Regions from separate parts of the Mus musculus genome. Here regions 1 and 2 are each linked to region 3. The links are chromatin contacts, called in public Hi-C and HiChIP or PLAC-seq maps. All regions are on one chromosome and are shown on one strand. Each heading gives the region's core, a stretch centred on a gene start, on an enhancer-like site or on the middle of the called end of the contact. The rest is flanking DNA. Distances are from core to core; before and after follow the strand shown. Region 1 has its middle 150 kb from the start of Gm34482. Region 2 has its middle 110 kb from the start of Gm34482. Region 3 has its middle 18 kb from the start of Klf4.

Region 1 (3,024 bases), core at 89-2,588, 290 kb before region 3:
CAGACTCACTAGTTTCTCTCCCCTCAAGACAGCCAACAATCGAGTCAGGTACATTTCCTTCTAGAAGCTTCCTAAAAGGGAAAAGGCTCAGCGAGGTGGGAAAAGGGGGAAAGGCTACAAATTGGACCTCTCCATATGCCTGGGAGCTGACCGCTTCATCAAAAATGGGGCAAGTATTACTGAAATGTAAATGGCTTCCATTTGTTGCAGCCATGTGTCACGTTTATAGCCCAAAGACTCACTCCAAAGATGTAGGAATTTTTTTTAACATGGAAATCTGCTTCTGAAAACTGGAGAGATGGCTTAGCAGGTAGAGTGTTGGCTACACAAGCAGGAGGACCTGAGTTTAGATCCCAACACCCACATAAAATCTGGATCCAGCAGTGTGCTCCTGCAATCCAGTGCTGGGAAAGCAGACACTGTCTGCTCACTGGCCAGCCAATCAATTAGCCCCACACTCAAGGAGCAACTCTGTCACAAAACATAAGGTGGCAAGCAGAGGCTGGGATTATCCAGAGACAGGAGTCTACCAAGCCAACTTTAGGCATGTGGGATGTGAAATACAAGAGGAGGCTGGGCTGGATTCTCCGCCACCACGTTACCTCTCACCCCAGAACAAGCAGCTCTAAGACTCTAGAATCTTGGTATTTCTCATGAGCCAACTCAATACTATTGTCCTGTGCTTTCTAGTTCATTTCATATGACTTAGCACTGGCTTAAGGGAGCTTCTAGGTCTGTGGTGTCGCTAAAACCTGTGCAGTTCCCCTGTGGAATCAGTTGTTGGGAGCATAACTTAGAAGCAGGGTTCCATGGCCATTGTTGTTTGATGGACAGTGGGAGCCATTGTTGTCATTGTGCTTCACACACTCTCATTTGTCCCTTATAACTGAGAGCTTGCCACATCTGCTTCAAGAGACAAAGGTGACACCAGAACAGATTCATGGAAAATGTCAATCGCAACTGACAAAGCCAGCACTGTTTCACAACTATGCACTAAAGCGGCTTGCCACACGGACTTGCCTTATTTCGCTCCTGTTGGTGTTGGTCATTTTCTATAGAGTGACTAGTCCAAATTTAAAACATTCTGAGTTCACCAGTTTGCTGCATGCCCAGAGAGAGGGGGGAGGGAAAGAAAGAGAAGGAGAGAGGGGGGGAAAGAAAGAGAGAAGGGGGGAGAGAGAAAAGGGAAGGGGATGGAGGGGGAGAAGTCTATAGAAAAAAATTCAAGCATCAGAAACTCATATCTTGCTTCAGGCCTGCTCCTGCTTCCCCTGAATCGGGAACTGACTTCTCTGTGGCCCTCAAAGGGCCAGAACTGCCTATTTAGAGAACAGAAAGAGCAATGTCCCCTTTTAGAGAGAGAAGCTGCTCTGGCTACAGTGGGAAGGCAATGCTTCTGCTTTGTACCCTGTGAGCAGAAGCTGGTGATGCTTGGAACAAGCTGGGTGTCTCTGAACTCTAAATCCGAAGAGAACCTAGGCATGAAGGCATACAGGCAACTCTAGCACTCAGGAAGTAGAGATAGGAGGATCTGGATGGCAAGGCTATCTCAGGCTACCTAATGAGTTCAAGGCTAGCCCCAGCCACATGAGATTTTGTTTAAAAAAAAAAAAAAGCTAATTCATTAAATCCAAAGAGGCAATGGGAGACTGATCTTGCCCATAGAAGACAAATAATTCGGCCAATCTTAAACTCTGATAAAACCCAGTGGACTGAGCCATCATCACAATCATGATCCAATATATAACCAATTCATAAATGCTGACAGTACGTTTCAATAAAATAGTTCATCAGAATTCGTTCTAATCTAGTTCCAGCAAGCATATGGTCCAGTATAAGATAACATTTTTATGAGGAATTCTGAGAGTCTACCATGACTCAGTCAAGGGTGTGCCTGAAGAGTCACTTGACCATCCACATATTCACTCGCAAAAGGCCTGAGAACCTTTCACAAAGGAAGTGCAGGGCACGGTAAGGCAGCACAGCGGCATCTTAGGCACCCTGTCCATGAACCTTACATGTTGACACTCACTAATAGTGAAAATATGCACTGTAAACCGGTAAGGTCAGAGACAGGTGAAAGGCTCAACCTATAAGTCATCTTGACTTTCTTCATTACCATGGGTCCCAGGGTCCTGTGCTTTTTATTCACCCTCTAATTGCAAGTTTCATGTTTGGGATGATAAAACATGCACGTGTATGTGTACACATGTGAGAGCTTCATATGTGTGTGACGTCCAGAGGTCAGCCTCTTATGTCAGTCCACCCTTGTGCAAGACAGGGTCCCTCACTGGTCCAGGGATCACTACTTCGGCTATGATGGCTGGCTGGTGAGCCCCAGGAATACAGCTGTCTGTGCCTTTCCAGCACTGGATTATAAACACAATACCCAGTTCTTGCAAACACCATACCCAGTTCTTTCACCTATGTTCTGTGAACCAAATTCAAGTCTTTGTGCTGACAGAGTGAGTAACTTGACCAACTGAGCTATCTCCCCAGCCCCGAGGTAAAACATCTCTTAAAGTTGTACATAATATTCATGAGTACTTTACAGCACATTCCCTTGTGACCTCCCTCATCTCCTGCCCTACCAACAGCCTGCAGCCCAGTCTTTTTAGGCAGTTGTCATTCTCTAGGTTTCTTTAGCCTCCCAGGACCCTTTCGCTCCTCTCCTGGCCTCCACCTGGTGTTTCCCAGCAAGTGTCAAGACTTCCTGCTCTTTAAGTGCTGCCTTAGCAGGAAAAGTAACAGAGCACAGAGAACTGGAGTGGCCGGGAAGAGTAGAGCAGGGCAGTGTTTCCCTTGCTTAGCTGGACCACTTAGCTGGAGGCTCTGCATGCCCAGCCTATGCCCAGCAGGGTGCTGACAACAGGGATTCTCATTTCATGGCCACTTAGTGTTTCCTCATCGTAACATGGGCGTGATGAGACGCCGCAGAGGTTTTCTGCCAAGATGGCAGGAGAGGGGTGCTCTCCCTGTGAAGTTACAAGCACTGTATCTTGTAGCAAAACAGGCTAGGAATGC
Region 2 (2,876 bases), core at 33-2,532, 320 kb before region 3:
AACTGAATCAGAAGGACGTCAGTGCAAAAGGTCCTGTATAACAGATATACAGAATGTAACTTTGATCTGAAGAGAAGAAAAGAGGTCTTCCTGAGTATGCTGGAATAGCCTCCTAAAACATGGCTATGCAAAATTAGAAGAGACAGAGGACACCCCCAGAAGTCTTGAAATCTGCCCAACATTGTACTATTTGATTGTCAGAGAGGGCTGGGGACAGCAGCCAAGCAGAAAGAAGCCAGTGGAGGTTGAAGCTATAGCTGGCTCCTCATGGGAGTGAACGGTGCTCTCTATGGGGTGGAAGCTGCTGCCTCCTTCCTCTGACTATGGTTAGTACTGATTCTAGAAACTGGTGTGCTAAGGCATGTTACATACAGAGGAATCTTGGAAAGACAGCACACCAAATGTGGTGCAATGCTCATGCTTTGGATCCCCAACCCCTACCAGTCAATATTGCTATCTCTACACAGCATGACACCATGACCATGAAACATCCCTATTGACACCTATTATTCTGGCACAACTGTTAATGGTTAATGGTATTGCTGTCAAATCGGTCCTCATCCTAATTAAGGCATCTTACAGGTGCTGCTTTGTGGCCCACACATTGTTCCCTGGATTTTCCTTCATCAACAACAAATCCTTTCTACAGCACATGCACTAAGGACCAGGTTGTCTGTGTGACCTGTTCTGTTCCCTAGTAGCTAGCCAAGGACTGGCTCAGACTGTGTATGCTGGAAATATTTACTGAATGGGACAAAAACAATTCAACCAGGCAATGCAGCGCCCCTATTGTGGACATCACCTTCTCTTCTTCGCCCTTTTTAAGGTCAGTGAATCCTAGGAGGAGCTGACTGTCCTCAGTGTTCCCATGCTGAGCATGGGTCTTAGACAAAGGCAGGAATATAAGCAGCAAGACTTTCTCTCTGTTGTCATCGAGGTCTACAGATTAGGGCAAGGTCTCCTCTTCCTACTGGGGGAGAAACCCCAGCTGTGTTTCTCATACCATGGAAGAAGTCTGAAGCTTCCTTTACACTGCTTTCTTCCAGTGTGCCTGGAAGCCAATGCCAAGTCCCTGGTTGACTAAAGCACTCTGCTAAGTCTGACGGTTGAGGATCTCACCATTGTTTTCTGCATATGCTCTACACATGTATTCCATCTCCTGGCACTTTATTAGTGACTTTTCTCATTGCTACGACAAAACACTGGACAAGAGCAAAATAAGGAAGAAAGAGGCTGATGCTGACTCATACATTGAGAGCACAGTCCATCATGGCAAGGGAGTCATGGGAGCAGGAGTGTGAGGTGGCTGGTCACATGGTTTCTGCAGTTAATAAGAAGCAGAGATGGATGAATGTTGGTGCTCAGCTAGCTTTCTCCTTTCCCTTTTTAATTCAGTCTGAGACCTCAGCCCATGGAGTGGTGCCATTCACACTGAGGGTGGGCCTTTCCTGCTCTCGTTTCTCTTTAGCTCCCTTAAAGACCAGAAATGTGACTCCTAGGCAATTCTACATCTAGTCAACTTCACAATAAAAAATAGCCATCACCAGCCTACCCCTTGCCAACTTGACACCTGAATGCATCCTATTTGGATCAGCTTCTTCTCAGTCAGTGTGCCTCAGCCTTACTGCCTCTGACTTTTAAACACAGGCAACTGCATCATCTGTCAGAGTCAGTAGGCCAAGGGAGGGTGGGCACAGAATACATACTTCTTACAAGTTCCCAGGTGACATTGATATAGGCTGTCTGGGAACACCATTTGGGAATCCCTGTTCTTGATCCTCCTTGGAAAAGAGCTAGCTCCCCCCCCCCCCCACCGCCCAGAAGCTCAAAGTAACCAACTTCTTTTGGGCTGGATATTGTAATCAACTGGTTCTCTGGGAATTCAGCAGCATTTTTTGGCACCACTCACATGATTCTCAGGCAAAATCAAGGCTTCTCCAAAGCTTATTTTCCCCAAACCCGACTTCCACCATCCCTTCTGCCAATCCCAGCTGTCCTGGTCTGAGCTGTGAGCACCGTTTGCTTCCTCACATTCTCAGGATGTATTTTTTCCACCACCACAGTGAATTCATCTTTATGAGGTGGGAGGTAAGAGCTGGCAAGATCCTAATTTGTGTCACCTCCCAACAGTACCCTTTAAACACTTGCTCAATATTTATTTAGGGAGGTGGTGTGGATAAAAAATGATTTTCTCTTAATATAAATTTTATTCAGGCAGGTTCTTATAATTCAATCCCATGGCCAACAACTGTCCAATGCTCATAAAATATTGATAAAAGGGGAAAACAGGTATTTCCTATTTTCTGTGGTTCTTGAACTTAGTATTCAGTTGCTTTTTTCACAAAAAGCCAATAAACTACTTAAGGGGACTACTAAGAATTTTTAATTTAGATAAGAAAATGAATCATCAAAGTAAAGAATGTTACATCCACACACTCTGGTTCCAGCAGCTCAGCTGACTAATCTTGCCTGAGCATGTCCCTCTAAACTACTTAGAAGAACCAGGCAATTACTTGCAAGGCTTTTAGAAAACAAAACAAAACAAAACAAAACAAAACAAAACAAAACAAAACAAAACAAAACTACCCTACTTCCATTGGAAGGCATTTTGTACTTGAGTGAGAGATCCAGTCTACATTTTTGCAAATTGTATAAAGTGTTATAGGAGGATTTCTATGTAAGACTGCTCCATATTTCCAACTCCCAGAAGTTTCACCCATGGAATGGTGCCCTGGAAGGTGGCCCAGGTGCCATTCTTTCCAGTGCCCTTTGCCTTCCATGTTATTCTTCCCATCACAAGCATTTCTGGAGGTGGACCCTATAAACATCTTTTCTCATCAGAAGAGTTTGCACCTAAAGAAATCAAGAAAGAAAGA
Region 3 (2,772 bases), core at 27-2,526:
CCAGTCAGCAGACTCCAATTGAGAAGACAATGGATTGGAGATGCAGAGATTAACAGGAGTTTGGGTGATGAACGATTACTCCTATCTGGTCTGTGTGAAATGAAAGGAGCTTGCAGCATCCCCAGATAGGAGTTGTTTGGGTTTCAGGCCCATAATACCCTCCCTCTCTCCACAAAGGATTAGACCCTCTCTGAACAAAGCTAGAACAGAATCGTGTGGGTCGGCCAGACTCTGGGCCTTGACCTTGCTCTGCTGTTTCTGGTCACGTGCCACTTGTTTGGGATTTTGTTTTTCTGTGTTCTTCCGAAGGGCGACTTTCCCAGCGTCAAGAGCCTTTTCAAAGTCACAAGCGAATCATCCCTTAGTTCTTCCAGGCCGCTTTGGCAGGCTTTCTCTACCTTCCCCAAACAGGACCAAGCTCCTATATAAAATTCATAAAATTCTTGGCAGGAAAGAAACCCTCCCATTGGAATGAACAGATGTTGGGCGAGTAACTTTGCCATGATGAGTTGTTCCTAATACTGTAGGTCTAAAACGTGTGAGGATGTTAGCTTGTATTTTAATGAATGTCAACAAGTTCTGGGCAGTTCTTCCATCGCTATCTGTGGCACACACATAACAATCACACACCTGAATTTCTACAGAGTCCTTGGGGATTGGAAAGCTATGAAAAAGCGAAAATGGAAATCCAACGTGCATGCTGATGTATTATTATAAGCTAACTCTCAGAAACACCTTTCCTCTCTGCCCAGCACCTGGATGGTCTACGTGCTTCTCCTGAGGCAATTAGCTTTGGGGGAATCAGCAGAGACGACCAGGGTCCCCACCCCGGAGACTGGAGTGTCAGTTGCCTGGGCTTCTGCTGGCTGCAATGCAAGCCCAGAACCAGCCTATCCACTTTGGGATTCAAAGTCGGAAATAGGGTTCCCTGTGGGGTGGGATGCGGTGCGAGCCGCTCCGCTACAGCTGGCGGAGGAGACTTGGGACTGGACTGGAAAGCGGCGCATGCGCGACCCAGTGAGCATCGGGCTCCGCCTGGAGTCCCCGCTGAGGGCAGTTCTCGCTCTGCCGGAGCGCACCAACGTATTCCAGGTCCCCTGCCACGCCCGGAAGAACTCCTTAGCGTCCCTGTTCCTCTCCAAGAGGAGGTGGAATGGAAGATCGTAGGGTGTGGCTGGCGGAAGAGCCGATCGCCCAGAGTCCGCGACGCTCTTGGGCGGCCCCGGTGCCCGGGAGGCCTGAGGGCTTGAGCTGGAGGCGGGTGCGGCGCGGTCTGCAGCGCCTCCCGCCGGTCCTCTTGCAGTAACGCGGCCGCAGGAGGGAGAGCCTAGACCCAAGCCCTAGACTGACTCTTGTACGGGATTTCTCATTTTGACTCTCATCAGTACTTGGTTTGGGGCTCCTGAAACTTGATTCCCAGGCCTCTTCTTGGCGGATGAATACTGGGAGGTCGTACGATCATTTCAGAGAAGGAGTGGGTGGGCTGCAGACGAGGACAGGGTTCTGGGTTTGTTTCTTATCGTTTTGGTACCAAGGATTAAAGACAGGATTTTGTGCATGCTACGTAGGTCTTGGACAGCAGAGCTACAACCCCCCTCATTTACCTTCCCACAGAGAAGAAATCCGACTGCCCAGGTGGGATACTGTCACCTGTGGCTGTAAACTCAACTGTCTTCTCTCTGAACTTCATTTCCTCGTTGCAAAATAGTAATGATCTTATCTGCTTCCCAAGTAAGAAATGCAAAGCCCCTAGCTGTGACATCAGCTGTCAGGGCCCAAGAGCAACAGTACTACACACACACACACACACACACACACACACACACACACACACACACACACACAAAACAGGTGCAAAGAGAGACTTTACTCCTCACACAGTCAACCAGCAGATCCAGGGTCCTTTTTTGACAACACATAGCAGATGCTCAGCGGTCTATAGATCTTTGCCTGTGGCAGTCATGTTTGCTCACTCAGGCAGCTTGCAATGCAGAAAACTAGGTTTTTAAGTGGAGTTGGGGCGGTGGCTTATATGCTGCAGCTCCTGTAATAAGGTCAGAGTACAACTTAATTTTCCCCATTTCTTTCCTTATTTAGTGTGTGTGTGTCATCTCAGACAACGTGTGCTACTGTGTTCTCAGACACTTAAGAGGGAAGAAAGTACCCACTAAGCCACATCTCAGCCCATGTAGGAAGCTCGGACTACTGGGACCATGTGCTCTCATTTCTCCTTAACACCTCTCCCACACACATCTCACATTCTTTCTGAAGTGATCGTGTTAGAAAGTGTTAGTGTACACAGACTTACCAGTTGCCAGAGGTCTTTATCCTATAACTTCCCTTGGACCCAGTACAGCAGGCACATCTCTCAGGGTGAGTTACTAGTTCCCGCTGGAATGGAGCAGTGTGCAGATTTGGTGGATTGGGGAGAGCTTGCCTTCACGCCCTTTCCCAGACTTTGACTTTATCAGAGGATACCTCCTGGGACACCTGCCACTTGTGTGCTCTCGCTAAAGGTTGGCACTTTGCCTAGAGAGGGGGGAATGGGTCTTCTTGGACATGTTCTTTTTCAGTCCTGTTCTGGGGCATCTAATTCAACAGTCAGCGTGAACGGAGACAAGAGTCACCATGGAAATCTATTAGGAGTTTTTATGTGTTTGTTTGCTTCTGCTTCTTTTCTAAAAGGGTCTCACATACTCTGGACCTCACCCCCTCTTCTTTCACCTTCCAAATTCTGGGACTGTAGGCGTGTAAGGCACAGGCAAGTGAAGT

Evidence for each region. A called contact is a pair of places that touch in the nucleus more often than the background predicts. HiChIP or PLAC-seq counts read pairs in DNA pulled down with a chosen protein or histone mark.
Region 1: an H3K4me3 HiChIP or PLAC-seq map of bone marrow-derived macrophages shows a contact between it and region 3, with 6 times the contacts expected there. The contact joins two enhancer-like sites. A contact is called at or near these places in 2 of 484 Hi-C or Micro-C datasets (bone marrow-derived macrophages and liver), 3 of 115 datasets of contacts at active chromatin or transcription factors (bone marrow-derived macrophages, embryonic limb bud and stem cell-derived neural progenitor cells) and 1 of 9 other capture datasets (embryonic stem cells).
Region 2: a contact with region 3 is called in a Hi-C map of bone marrow-derived macrophages, with 24 read pairs. The contact joins two enhancer-like sites. A contact is called at or near these places in 1 of 15 datasets of contacts at CTCF or cohesin (pro-B cells), 17 of 484 Hi-C or Micro-C datasets (B cells, the BV-2 cell line, the C10 cell line and 11 more), 8 of 115 datasets of contacts at active chromatin or transcription factors (bone marrow-derived dendritic cells, bone marrow-derived macrophages, embryonic limb bud and 4 more) and 1 of 9 other capture datasets (embryonic stem cells).

Annotation. Positions count from the first base shown.
Region 1 is chr4:55,803,800-55,806,823 of GRCm38.p6, reverse strand. No RefSeq gene overlaps it. Among named protein-coding and RNA genes, the nearest start is that of Gm34482, 150 kb to the left of the region's middle. Within about 2 kb of position 1,338, at least 28 of the 459 cell types and tissues checked have an H3K27ac peak or open chromatin away from gene starts, as enhancers often do. A contact at or near this core is called in bone marrow-derived macrophages, where this site is marked.
Region 2 is chr4:55,837,012-55,839,887 of GRCm38.p6, reverse strand. No RefSeq gene overlaps it. Among named protein-coding and RNA genes, the nearest start is that of Gm34482, 110 kb to the left of the region's middle. Within about 2 kb of position 1,282, at least 13 of the 459 cell types and tissues checked have an H3K27ac peak or open chromatin away from gene starts, as enhancers often do. A contact at or near this core is called in bone marrow-derived macrophages, where this site is marked.
Region 3 is chr4:55,513,350-55,516,121 of GRCm38.p6, reverse strand. No RefSeq gene overlaps it. Among named protein-coding and RNA genes, the nearest start is that of Klf4, 18 kb to the left of the region's middle. Within about 2 kb of position 1,276, at least 148 of the 459 cell types and tissues checked have an H3K27ac peak or open chromatin away from gene starts, as enhancers often do. A contact at or near this core is called in bone marrow-derived macrophages, where this site is marked.